Linked DNA regions of Hordeum vulgare: region 2 is linked to region 1. The links are chromatin contacts, called in public Hi-C maps. All regions are on one chromosome and are shown on one strand. Each heading gives the region's core, a stretch centred on a gene start, on an enhancer-like site or on the middle of the called end of the contact. The rest is flanking DNA. Distances are from core to core; before and after follow the strand shown.

The links. A called contact is a pair of places that touch in the nucleus more often than the background predicts.
Region 2: a contact with region 1 is called in a Hi-C map of leaf, with 1.9 times the contacts expected there. The contact joins the promoter of LOC123427358 here to the enhancer-like site in region 1. A contact is called at or near these places in 2 of 6 Hi-C or Micro-C datasets (leaf and seedling).

The regions. Positions count from the first base shown.
Region 1 is chr2H:569,310,614-569,316,231 of MorexV3_pseudomolecules_assembly, forward strand. It overlaps the pseudogene LOC123428664. Among protein-coding and RNA genes, the nearest start is that of LOC123427358, 34 kb to the right of the region's middle. Within about 2 kb of position 3,403, at least 2 of the 3 cell types and tissues checked have open chromatin away from gene starts, as enhancers often do. A contact at or near this core is called in leaf, where this site is marked.
Region 2 is chr2H:569,345,355-569,351,202 of MorexV3_pseudomolecules_assembly, forward strand. It overlaps LOC123427358 (beta-fructofuranosidase 1-like), which reads left to right and starts at 1,741. Exons shown (of 7, transcript XM_045111384.1): 1 at 1,741-2,363; 2 at 2,552-2,560; 3 at 2,745-3,616; 4 at 4,774-4,935; 5 at 5,040-5,284; 6 at 5,376-5,463; 7 at 5,589-5,848. The coding sequence starts at 1,949. The coding sequence ends at 5,789.

The DNA of each region.
Region 1 (5,618 bases), core at 2,153-4,652:
CAATGTTGAAAGTATGTTCTTAGTCGAAACCAAAGTGAGGAAATGAACAAAAATACCTCATCCCTGTCAAAGTTATCTCCACTATGCGGATCAAAGAGCACATCTCCTGAGGCAAGTTCAAAGCATATGCATGCAAAGGACCACAGATCGACAGATGTAGAATACTTGGAGCCCAGAAGGACCTCAGGACATCTGTATTGCCTTGTTTGGATATCACTTGTGAACTCCTTGTACGTCCAACATGCATTTCCGAAGTCAACCAGCTTGCAGCCTAGTTCAGCTTCCATCGCCATCCTATTCCTAGTCCCTTTGTTGCCCAGCCTATGCCCTCCTCCTCTCTTCATGTCCCCATCCTGGCTAGGACTGCCCTCATTTGCTGTACTCAGATCTCCCTTATCATCTGATTCGTCTATGTTGGCGAATGCCACTGCCCCATTGCCTTCTGAAGTTGAAGCAACTACATGTTTGGCTTTCTTCCGGATCTTCTTATGTTGGTTCCTGGTGACGCCACTACTCGTTGATGGTCGGGCAGGAGCCCTTGGAGGTGGCTCGATGGCCCTTGCAGCAGGCGGCACCAGTGGCACACCTGACTTCCAGGGATCGTTTGAGGGGTCAATAGTGGACACGAGGAATATGTTTTTGGGCTTCAGGTCAGTGTGGATAATCGAAAGCTCGCGGTGGAGGTAGTCAAGGCCAATGAGCACATGCCGGCATATCTCCTTAACCATTGGAAGCGGAATGCCACGATAGTCCATGTACTTTATTAGGGTGAGCAAGTTATCACCAAGAAACTCAAACACCATGCAGACATGGCTCCCATTGGGGCGTGTGTGCTTGAAGTGGTCAAGAAGCTTAACAACACAACGGGAGTCTTCAAGGTCACCGTCAGCAATCTGCCTCAAGATCTTGATCTCATCCATGGCAGCCTCCGAGTAGTGTTGTGCGCTCTTCTGCACCTTCACGACCACATACCTCTGCACAGATAACCAAAAGATTCAGAAACGCTGGACACGAGCAGCCTGAGCCTCTAGGCAAGTGGCGTAAAACATGAGAATATCTCGTGTAGTGCGATAGGGTTGACGGATAAAACAGTAATAATGAGAAATTGATTTAGTTGTTCTGCATATGAGCTCTGTGACAAAAGAGCGAACAGTTGGTGGGCAGGCAGACAACTGCATCCAGATCAATATTTTTTTCCTACATATCCTCGTAGCGAATCTTAGAGGCAGCGGGGTGATTTTAACACGGGGTTTCACGGCGAGGCGAGGGGGTGGTGAGCACGTACGGAGTTGGCGGTGTCCGAGGCGAGCCAGGCGGTGGAGAAGTGGCCTCAACCGAGCTTCGACTCCATGACATAGGCGCCCTGCTTGAAGTTGTCCCCGGGGCGGACTACGTGGTAGCCGCCACGACCATAGTTCTCGGTGCCCTCGTCCTCAGAGGTGTAGATGTTGTTGCCCACGTCCCCGTCCCCATCCCCGTTGGCGGCGGCGGCTGCCTTCGCCTCCTCCTCCGCGCGGGTACCGGCTCTCCGCCTCCTCCGCCCAGCGGCTCGCCCGCCGGAGCCTCGACCATCGCGCGGGGAGGCCCGGATATGGGGCGGTGGCGCGCGGGGACGGAGGTGAGCATTGGAGGAGTTGGGGCCGGCGGCGCACGGCGCCGTGGCAGGGGGTGGTGGCGCGCTGGCGATGGAGATGGGAGGTAAGGTCGTGGGTGGTTTGGTGTTTTTTTTTCTCCCGCACATACCGATTCAGCTTCACTTATCAATTGGATTGCTGGTTAATTTTAGAAAACACCAAGGACTTTTTTTAAAATCACCGCAATGGGTTTTTCGATGAAAGCGATAGCATCTTTATTATTAGGTAAAGATATCTTCTATGTATACGATGGAAACGTCTTTTTTTAGTTGGATATAACCCTTATTTTTTGTTGTAATATATTCGATGTCTTTCTATTACACATATTTGTACGTGTCTCTTGGAGATAGATTATTTGTCAAAAAATATTAGTCCAAAGATTGTTCAGTTCGAATTGGGTATAGATGGTTCCATTGGAAATTAATCCGTGTGCTTCCAAGTCTGTACGTGCGTGTCCTCGCCTAATGTAGAATGTAGCACGTGCATGCTTGTTTGGCTACGCGTATTGGCGCAGGAAACCAACGTGTGTGCTTTTGAGTTTGGACGTACAATAGTGTACTTCTCTCTCCTTGCCTAATATTCACACCTGTAATAGTATAAATCTAGTCCTTGCCTAATCCTTCAAAAAAAAAAACTCATTGTCTTATCTTCACCCTTGGTACATCTTAGTTTTAGAGTGTCAAATCACAACCGTTAACTTTCTATGGTTTTAAGTGCGAATCGTTTTTTTCTTTTACGTTGCAGATAAATGATGGAGCACGGATTGAATAACAAAAAATATAGTTTTTTTTTATAAAAATGCCGCGGTGGGTTTTCCGACGGAAGCAATAGCCTTTTTATTATTATTATATTATATATATATATATATATATATACATATACATATACATATATATATATATATACTAGCAAAAGGGCCCATGCGTTGCAACGGGAGAAAGAAATACCACACAGCACACGCTCTTAATTTATAAAAAATGTCTATAATTTGAGAATTTATAGTTACGATACAAATAAAGATGGTCTTATCCTACAAAAATGCAGTTCAAAATTTTACAGGTCTTCTATTTTAACACGGCTTGCATGTAGATTTAATACGTACAAAGAATCAGTCAAGTGACCTTCAGTTTCATCTCTAATCCTGATTTTGTTGACGTGTTCATCCCCAACCCGGATGAGTACCGGTATGAAAGAAAGACGAATAATGACTTATTTATTAAGATTGCACCCTAGATAGTATTTTTATTAAACGTTTAACAGATAAAATAATATCATATTTAAATTCTACATATTTTTCTAATCAAATTCCATGTATAATATGTTAAATTTGAAGTTACGGTTTAAAAGATATGAGTATTTAAAAAAATATTTAATATATATTACGAGTTTAATGTCATAAACAGTAAGGGCTTTTTTATAAAATCACCTCGGTGGATTTTCCGACGGAAGCGATAGTCTCTTTATTATTAGAATAGGTATAAATATAAATTATATATATATAGATATAGATATAGATCAACTACACTTAAGACGGAGGGAGTATTTTCTTATGATACGCATAAGAAAATCAAACAACACATCTCCAAAATTCTTTACGGTCACGTCCGATCATAGCTGGCAAACTGAACGCTCAAAGTCTGCCACAACGAGCCACGAACCGAGCGGTCGACTTGACGGAAGCGTCGGCTAGCGCGTGGTCGGTCCACATTGGCTCAACTGCACGGGAGAAACAGAGCCATGCGGCCGATCGCGATCGGTACTCGTGTTTTTTACCGATCGGGGTCGGAGCTTTCCTTGTCACTCTTGCTTTTTTTTGTTCCGTCGCGTCTCCGGTCGCGTGGACAGGTCGGATGATCGCCGTCCGATCGACGCGCGCGCGCATCAACTTTGCACGGCCCACCAGTCCCGTGGACAGATCGGTTGATGCAACTAACGTGGAGGAAAACGGAGCCGCACGCACGCACGGTCGCATCATACTTTTCCTCTGTGACATAACAACTGTACATAACAGTTATAGTTTGGAAAAACTACCACTCCGTAATTATCCAGGACCGATCCTATCGTATCTCTCTCTCTACAAAGACACCATGAACATTTCTGAAAAAACGCAGTCCCCATCCCCGCCCTGCGATCGATCGAGCCAAGGCGCAAAGGACACACGTGCTGGATCCGGCAGCATGCGCGCGAGCATTCTGGATTTCCGGTGGTTCTGCTGGCCGCCGGCAGGCTTATTATGCATGTTCTTATCCATGACCCCGCACCGCCGGCCGTCATCAAGTCCCCGTCGGCGTATTAAACCCTCCGCTCAGAGCGCTTGGATCGGAGGCGCTCCACGTACGTACCGTATCCGACTGGCCTCCCAATCACTCGGCTGTGCAGCTAGCTAGACCGACCGGTCGGGGACCTGCTTCGCTGTTTGATGACCCAGACCGGCAAGCTGCTTCGCAGTGTGAAGATCCAGACCGTCGCGTGCAACAATTCACTTGCTTCAGTTAACTGCGTCGTTTTCGGTTTTCTTGTCGGTGGATAATTATATTGGTGGCCATTTGGTCTGCATGGATTGTTCAAACGGGCACGTTTTGTTGTCTCGGTTTGCTTCCGGGAGAAGCGCCATACATAGGGATTATGTTTTGTATGCTCCAATTAGCATCTCCGTACTTACCAGCTTGTTCTCCCCGCACAGGAAAAAAAAAAGAAAGAGAAAGACTTACGCTTGATCAAAGTTGGCTATGTCAGCAGCGACATCACATAGCACACCCTCGACAACAACAAAAAAAAGAGGCAACCTGTACGAATATCCAGAGCGCGCTTAGGCTCTTGTGCATCCCGTAAAGAGAAAATTCATAGAATATATTAAATAAATTCTAAAAAAATGATTTTTTTTCATGGAATATAATCTTTTTTGCCACAGGCATGTTTTAAATTTTAGATCATTTAGACATATGAGTAGCTTTGAGCAAAAAAGATAAATCGGACCAGCACAATATATGAACAATAAACTTTTTCAAAGACCCTAAATTTGCCTTTTTCCTAAGAGTTACTTAGATATTCAAATGATTTGAAATTTAAAACGCACCTCACGCATCAAATTATCTTGCATGCAAAAACCATTCAGAATTCTTTGAATTTTTCTAGCATTTTGTTTGAAATTTTTGTTCATCGCATGTGCAGCCGAGCCTGGGCACAGAATCGTCTAGTCCCAACAGATGGTAGTCCCTCCCCTTTGTTTTTTTTTCCTTTCCAGTTTTTAATCTTTCATATTTTTTGAATGAAAAGTCCAAATAAATTATGTTTTCATATTTATGTCTCTAATGACGAGGGCTTTCAAATAAGATTCAATTTTAATACATCTTGACTAGTTAAAAAATATATTCTGTTAGGTTTTAGCCTTTGAAACTTAGTACGAGCGACCTACGAAATCACAACTTTAGTACAATAAATATCCTTAAAGTTTTAAGTCTGAAACTGGATACGGGCGACCGAAAAAGTCACAAGTTTCAGATGCAAAATGTAAGTGTCAATTTAAAAAAAAATTAAACTATTGTGCCTCATGCGGAATCCAACTATTTTACGGATCGTGAGGCAAACGGCTAGCGGGGAAAGGCTTCACAGGATGCTCCCGCACCTGCGTGCCCTTTTTGAATTTCCCGTTTATTTGCAGAACCCAAAGTTGTTGCTTGGTCTCTTTTGTTCTGTTGGATTGGAAGAGTCACGACACAAAACTGCTCGATCAGCATCTCAGTATTGGAAAAAATCAAAGTAGAAAGTCTTGCACTTATATTAAATACAAACAGCTATCAAACCGTACGCTAGTTGTTTCCAGAAAATGGTTAGTGAGACGTTGTTTAATCTAAATTGTTAGACGATCATTTCTTATGACTTGGCAAACATAGCTTGCTTCCTTCTATATCTCACCGTGTACACCACGTGGAATACAAAATTACAAAATCATTACATGATGAACAGTTGAACTCTATTCCTAGT
Region 2 (5,848 bases), core at 491-2,990, 33 kb after region 1:
TAAACCTTGTTTCTTAACTGTGGAAAATACTTTCTGTTGTTGTGCCACATCACCTTTCCTTTTCAGGGAAATCAAGTAACTCCATCATGAGTAGCATACCTCACCATCAAATGATGGTCTTGGATACATTTTCGTAAGTAGACCTTGGATCTCAAAGGGAGGATAAGATGAGCAAAGCTCCTTTTGTTGGTTAATCTAAATGCTTTGCTAACCCTGAACCTGGACCTAAATATAATTTATATAGGTTCTCCATGAAGGGGTGGCCCAACCAAACCTGATGTTGCATTAAAGGTTGGAGGTCTAGGAGAAGTTCGGTATTCCAAGGGATTGGAGTCGTGGACCATCTGTGGATTTATCTTCGGGGTACCAAAAAGCGAAACCAGAGATAAATCCTTGAGTTCTAGGTTGAATTATAAGATACCCCGGAGAGCATGACACACAAGTACAAATATAAAGTCAAAAGCCTCGGGCCGTCCAATACCTCTCATCCTGGACCTTTGCATTGGAGTCATTGACCTCACGTGCTTCTTCCTTCGCTTCTCTGTTGGAAGAAAGGAGAAGGTTCTTCCTTACTTCTCCCAGTGATGGCTTGGTCGCTCTCACAAACTTGACATCGTGCCTCTTGCTCATGTTGTTCGGCTCAAACACAAAGATGCAACAGATATGATGGTGGTCAAATAGCATACCATCCTTAAGAGTGGACTATAGACACACTTAAAGGAGAAAATCCACCTTTGCATGTCATATTTATGACTATCTCTTGGTATTAAAACTCTAGACATGGTGATTGCCATGTTTTTTGTAATTTATTGGACACCATTTTTGTAGTGTCTTAATCATTTCAATTCGGAAAGGCACTCAGCCTATTATATAAATCAACAGTACATACACCCCTCGATTATTTTTGCATCAAAGTTCCTAGGGTGGACTGTCTTATTCTTCCTGACCGTGCCAATGACCCATCACCATAAGCCTCCCCATCACAAGATCTAGGTTGTCATTGTTGAGGTCGGAAGGAGTCAAGGCCATGGTCACGCCGAACCAAGGCCCTGAAGAAGAAGATTTCACCACACAAAGAGTGACCGATCACACAGTCAAGCCCCGTTCTCACATCGGCACAAAAGAACGCACCAACGTGACTATGATGAGGCGAGATGACCCAATAGTAAAAAAAAGATTGTCAATGGAAAAATACAACATTCATCACACATAGGGGGGGGGGGGGAGGGGGGCTTATCGCGTAGAGAGCTGCAAGACTCATGGTAATAGTACGTTCTTTGTGGCATCATTTTGAAATAAAAAATCTCGAAACAAGTAGGTCTTCATGCATGCTTACATGAAATGAGCACCAAACTCCCTAAGGGAAACCGTACCCCACGGTGTACCCCACAGTGTTCTCGCACTTGTGACAACATGCATCTAGATAGATAGGCGCTGATTGCATATATAGCATGACATCCTTGTAGAGAAAGAGCATGACCGTTAGGTCCTCTCTTATTACATCAAACGCGCTAGGTTGATTCTATGACCCACATGAACCGGGTCCTGGTCGCTGACCCGTCCTCCTCCTATTGCTTCGGATGGCCGGTGCATGATGACCGGTCTCATAGACCCCGTTTACCCAGCGTACGTCTGGACGGAAGAGGTAGCCGTTTCCTTCCTTTTCTTTCCCGCCTCCTCCGGCAGCGATGTTTTCCTTCCGAAACAAAGGGCTCAAAAAGATCATCGCCTCACTGCACCACCTGTCTCTTCCATACAAGGCTCGGCTGTCTATAAATATCGACCGGCTACGGCGTCCGTATCGCTCTCTCGATCGGTCCAGTAGTTCATACTTTTTCCGTGAAACACACAAAGCAGAAAGTGCTCCATCGCCGTATGCCCGTATGCATGCATCTCATCCACCATTAATTAGCTCGATCAAGCCCACCTAGCTAGCTAGCGCGCAGCGATGACCCCGGCCGGTTCGGCGATCGTGGACGACGGCGTCCACGACGCCGCCCAGATCGCGAACGCGCCGCTGCTTCCCGAGACCAACCTTAAGGGTCGGCGCCCTCCGGCACGGCAGAGGCGGCCGTCGACCGTTCTCCCGGCCATCGCGTGGACCGTGCTCCTCCTCGCGCTCGCCGGCCTCGCCGTCTACAGGCAAGGGCATGGCGACGGCCAGGCCGCCGCGCTGGGAGACCAGGTCGCGTCCGCGGGCCGCGTCGTGGAGGTGGCGGCCTCCCGCGGCGTCGTGCAGGGCGTGTCGGAGAAGTCCACCGCCCCGGCGCTCCTCGGCGGCGGCGCCTACGACTGGACCAACGCGATGCTGGCGTGGCAGCGCACGGCGTTCCATTTCCAGCCCCAGAAGAATTGGATGAACGGTAGATACGTCGCCATCGCTACTCTTTCTTCTGTCTAATAATAATTCAATACGCTGAAACTTGGATACGTACGTCTCTGATACAAACATTTCCATCTCGGTTTTGCTAACTTGGCATTGCGTTTTTGTCACGGACGTCTTGCGCACGCACGGTTCCGATCCATCTCTTCTCATCGACCTCTCTGCCAGATCCCAACGGTAAGTCGTTGTTGCCGCCGGTCGATCAATCCATGCACATGCATGCTGTGAACGGATGCTTTATGGTTCTCAGCGTTTCTAGCTAGATCGTCGTGGCATCAATGCACGACCCAATAATCGTACTACTAGTATGATGTACTCCTAGCTTTCATGTATTAATTGTTGTGAATCGTGACATTTGCAGGTCCACTGTATTACAAGGGATGGTATCACCTCTTCTACCAGTGGAACCCGGACGGGGCGGTGTGGGGGAACATCACGTGGGGCCACGCCGTGTCGCGCGACCTCGTCCACTGGCTCCACCTGCCGCCGGCCATGGTGCCCGACCACTGGTACGACATCAACGGCGTCTGGAGCGGCTCGGCGACGCAGCTCCCAGACGGCAGGATCGTCATGCTCTACACCGGCTCCACGGAGGACGCCGTGCAGGTGCAGCTCCTGGCCGAGCCGGCGGACCCGTCGGACCCGCTGCTGCGGCGCTGGGCCAAGTCGGAGTCGAACCCCGTCCTCGTGCCGCCGCCGGGCATCGGGCTGACGGACTTCCGCGACCCGACGACGGCGTGGCTCAACCCGACCGACAGGGCCTGGCGGATCACCATCGGGTCCAAGAACCAGGAGCACGCCGGGCTGGCGCTGGTGTACAGGACGGAGGACTTCCTGCACTACGACCTGCTGCCGGCGCTGCTGCACGTCGTGCAGGGCACCGGGATGTGGGAGTGCGTGGACTTCTACCCGGTGTCCGCCGACCTCGCCGCCGACGTGGGGCTCGACACCTCCACCGCGCCGGGGCCGGGGGTGAAGCACGTGCTCAAGGCCAGCCTCGACGACGACCGGCACGACTACTACGGCATCGGCACCTACGACGCCGGCACCGACCGGTGGACGCCCGACGACGCGGCGATCGACGTCGGGATCGGGCTCCGGTACGACTACGGCAAGTTCTACGCGTCCAAGTCCTTCTACGACCCCGTGGGGCGGCGGCGCGTGCTCTGGGGCTGGATCGGCGAGTCCGACAGCGAGCGCGCCGACGTCCTCAAGGGCTGGGCGTCCCTCCAGGTAACATTGGTCTCATTTTCATTTGTGGCTATTGAAATGCTAGAGCCGCACTGTCTATGCGTGCATCAGTCTCTGGCCTGGTCCATGCACATTACTGTACGCCTTAAACCCATTGACTTCCACGGGTCCATCCACCGGCCACGAGGTGTATATAGAAAACAAACCAAATCTTTATGTGGGACCTGGGACCCACATCCGTTTATCCAAAACGAGCTGCACGTCTCTCTTGCTTTCTTAAAACAAACCAACTGTCCAGAGGGCCCGGACAGATCGGCAAGCATCTGGCGCGATGCACTGGCGCGAAATGCAATTTGTCTGCAATGTGCCGTGGGCGAATTAGCAATCGTTTCCGGGTGATGACCGCGACTTCCTCTCCGATTGTTTCAAGCAACTTAGTTGCCGTAGGAGTCAAAGGCTCCAATTCGCAGGCGTAACGTGCCTGCCTTGGCGGGGTACTTCAGTTGGGTTTTACTTGACGGCGAAGGATTTTCAGCTTAAAATTCAAAATAAGGCGTGCTCGTAGTGATCGAGATTAGTCAGCGAAAACCCCTTCTGATGCACTGACTAAAAGGTCGTTTTCTGCCGCTTCATTTCTTTTTTACTTGTCCATTTCCAGGCGGATTTTTTTTTGCTAGTGATAGGAATAACTTGTGAATTCAACCGCTTTTATTCCTTTTTTTCAAACGGGAGGAAAAGACTGGCCTCTTTTTATTAAATTTAATTGATTTAAGGCAAAATCATGTATATACAAAGTTCAAATATTTGCCATGAGCTGGTTGACAAGGTGGAAAACCCTCTAGGCACTGTCTTGTTCAGATTCAACCAACTATAGGCACTGTCTTGTTCAGATGACCAGATATACGTGCATACATATATGCACACTGGCATCAAGGACTGGCACACATACATGTATGAAAAAGGAAATATTAATGACACCCTCAGATTCTTTCCTCCTTTTAACAACTGATGCAGCGAACAAAGTTCAGTCTGCCGTTCCTCGTTTTGCTGCCTCTCCACAGAACGTCCATCCACCCCTCTTCAGTCACGAACTCACAATCACATCAGTACTCCTTTGCCTTTCATAAGTCGTACCGCGACATACGCAGAGCACGCATGCAGCACGGTAATAACTAACCACATCCATTATCAACCTGCAGTCGATCCCGAGGACGGTTCTCCTGGACACGAAGACGGGCAGCAACCTGCTGCAGTGGCCGGTGGTGGAGGTGGAGAACCTCCGAATGCGCGGCAAGCTTTTCGACGGCCTCGACATGCCGCCCGGCTCCGTCGTGCCATTGGACGTCGGCAGAGCGACACAGGTGAATCACAGGACACCCTCTGCACTGCATCTCCTCGTTGTAGATCGACAGCGGTACATAGTGCCAACGTTGACAGTTTGTACCTGGTGCTGGTGTGCGTGCAGCTGGACGTCGAGGCGGTCTTCCAGGTGCAGGCGGGCGCGCCGGCTGCCGGGAGCGCGGCGGCGGGGGCGGAAGCGCCGTACAACTGCAGCGCGAGCGCCGGCTCGGCGGGGCGGGGCTTGCTCGGCCCATTCGGTCTGCTCGTGCTGGCCGACGACGGCCTGTCGGAGCAGACCGCCGTCTACTTCTACCTGGTCAGGGGCGCGGACGGGAAGCTCAGCACTCACTTCTGCCAAGATGCCTTCAGGTACGCATTGCACCCATCGATCTTAATCTGCACGCGCCTCTAGTTACAGTCTACCACGCCAACTTGTTTGCTGAGAAACCTTGTTCGTCAGGTCATCCAAGGCGAACGATCTCGTTAAGGCCGTTTACGGCAGCTCTGTCCCCGTGCTCGATGGAGAAGACCTGTCAGTGAGAATACTGGTACGTTTATTGAAAGGAACTTCAGAAGCGTCCTTATTCATTCGCCGATCCACATGTTATGATCGACTAGTCGATCTTGAACTCATCAATGGCTAACTGATCCTCTCCGTGGCCTTTTGTTATAGGTTGATCACTCCATCGTGGAGAGCTTTGCTCAGGGTGGGAGGACATGCATTACGTCGCGCGTGTACCCTACGAAGGCAATCTACGACTCTGCTAGAGTTTTCCTCTTCAACAACGCTACGAATCTAAATGTCACCGCAAAATCGATCAAGATCTGGGAGCTGAATTCAGCCTACATCCGTCCATATCCATATTCAGATTGAGTAGACCGGCAAGCAATGTTTGATTGTATTATGTAGGGTAGCAAGTTCTTTTGTTGTCT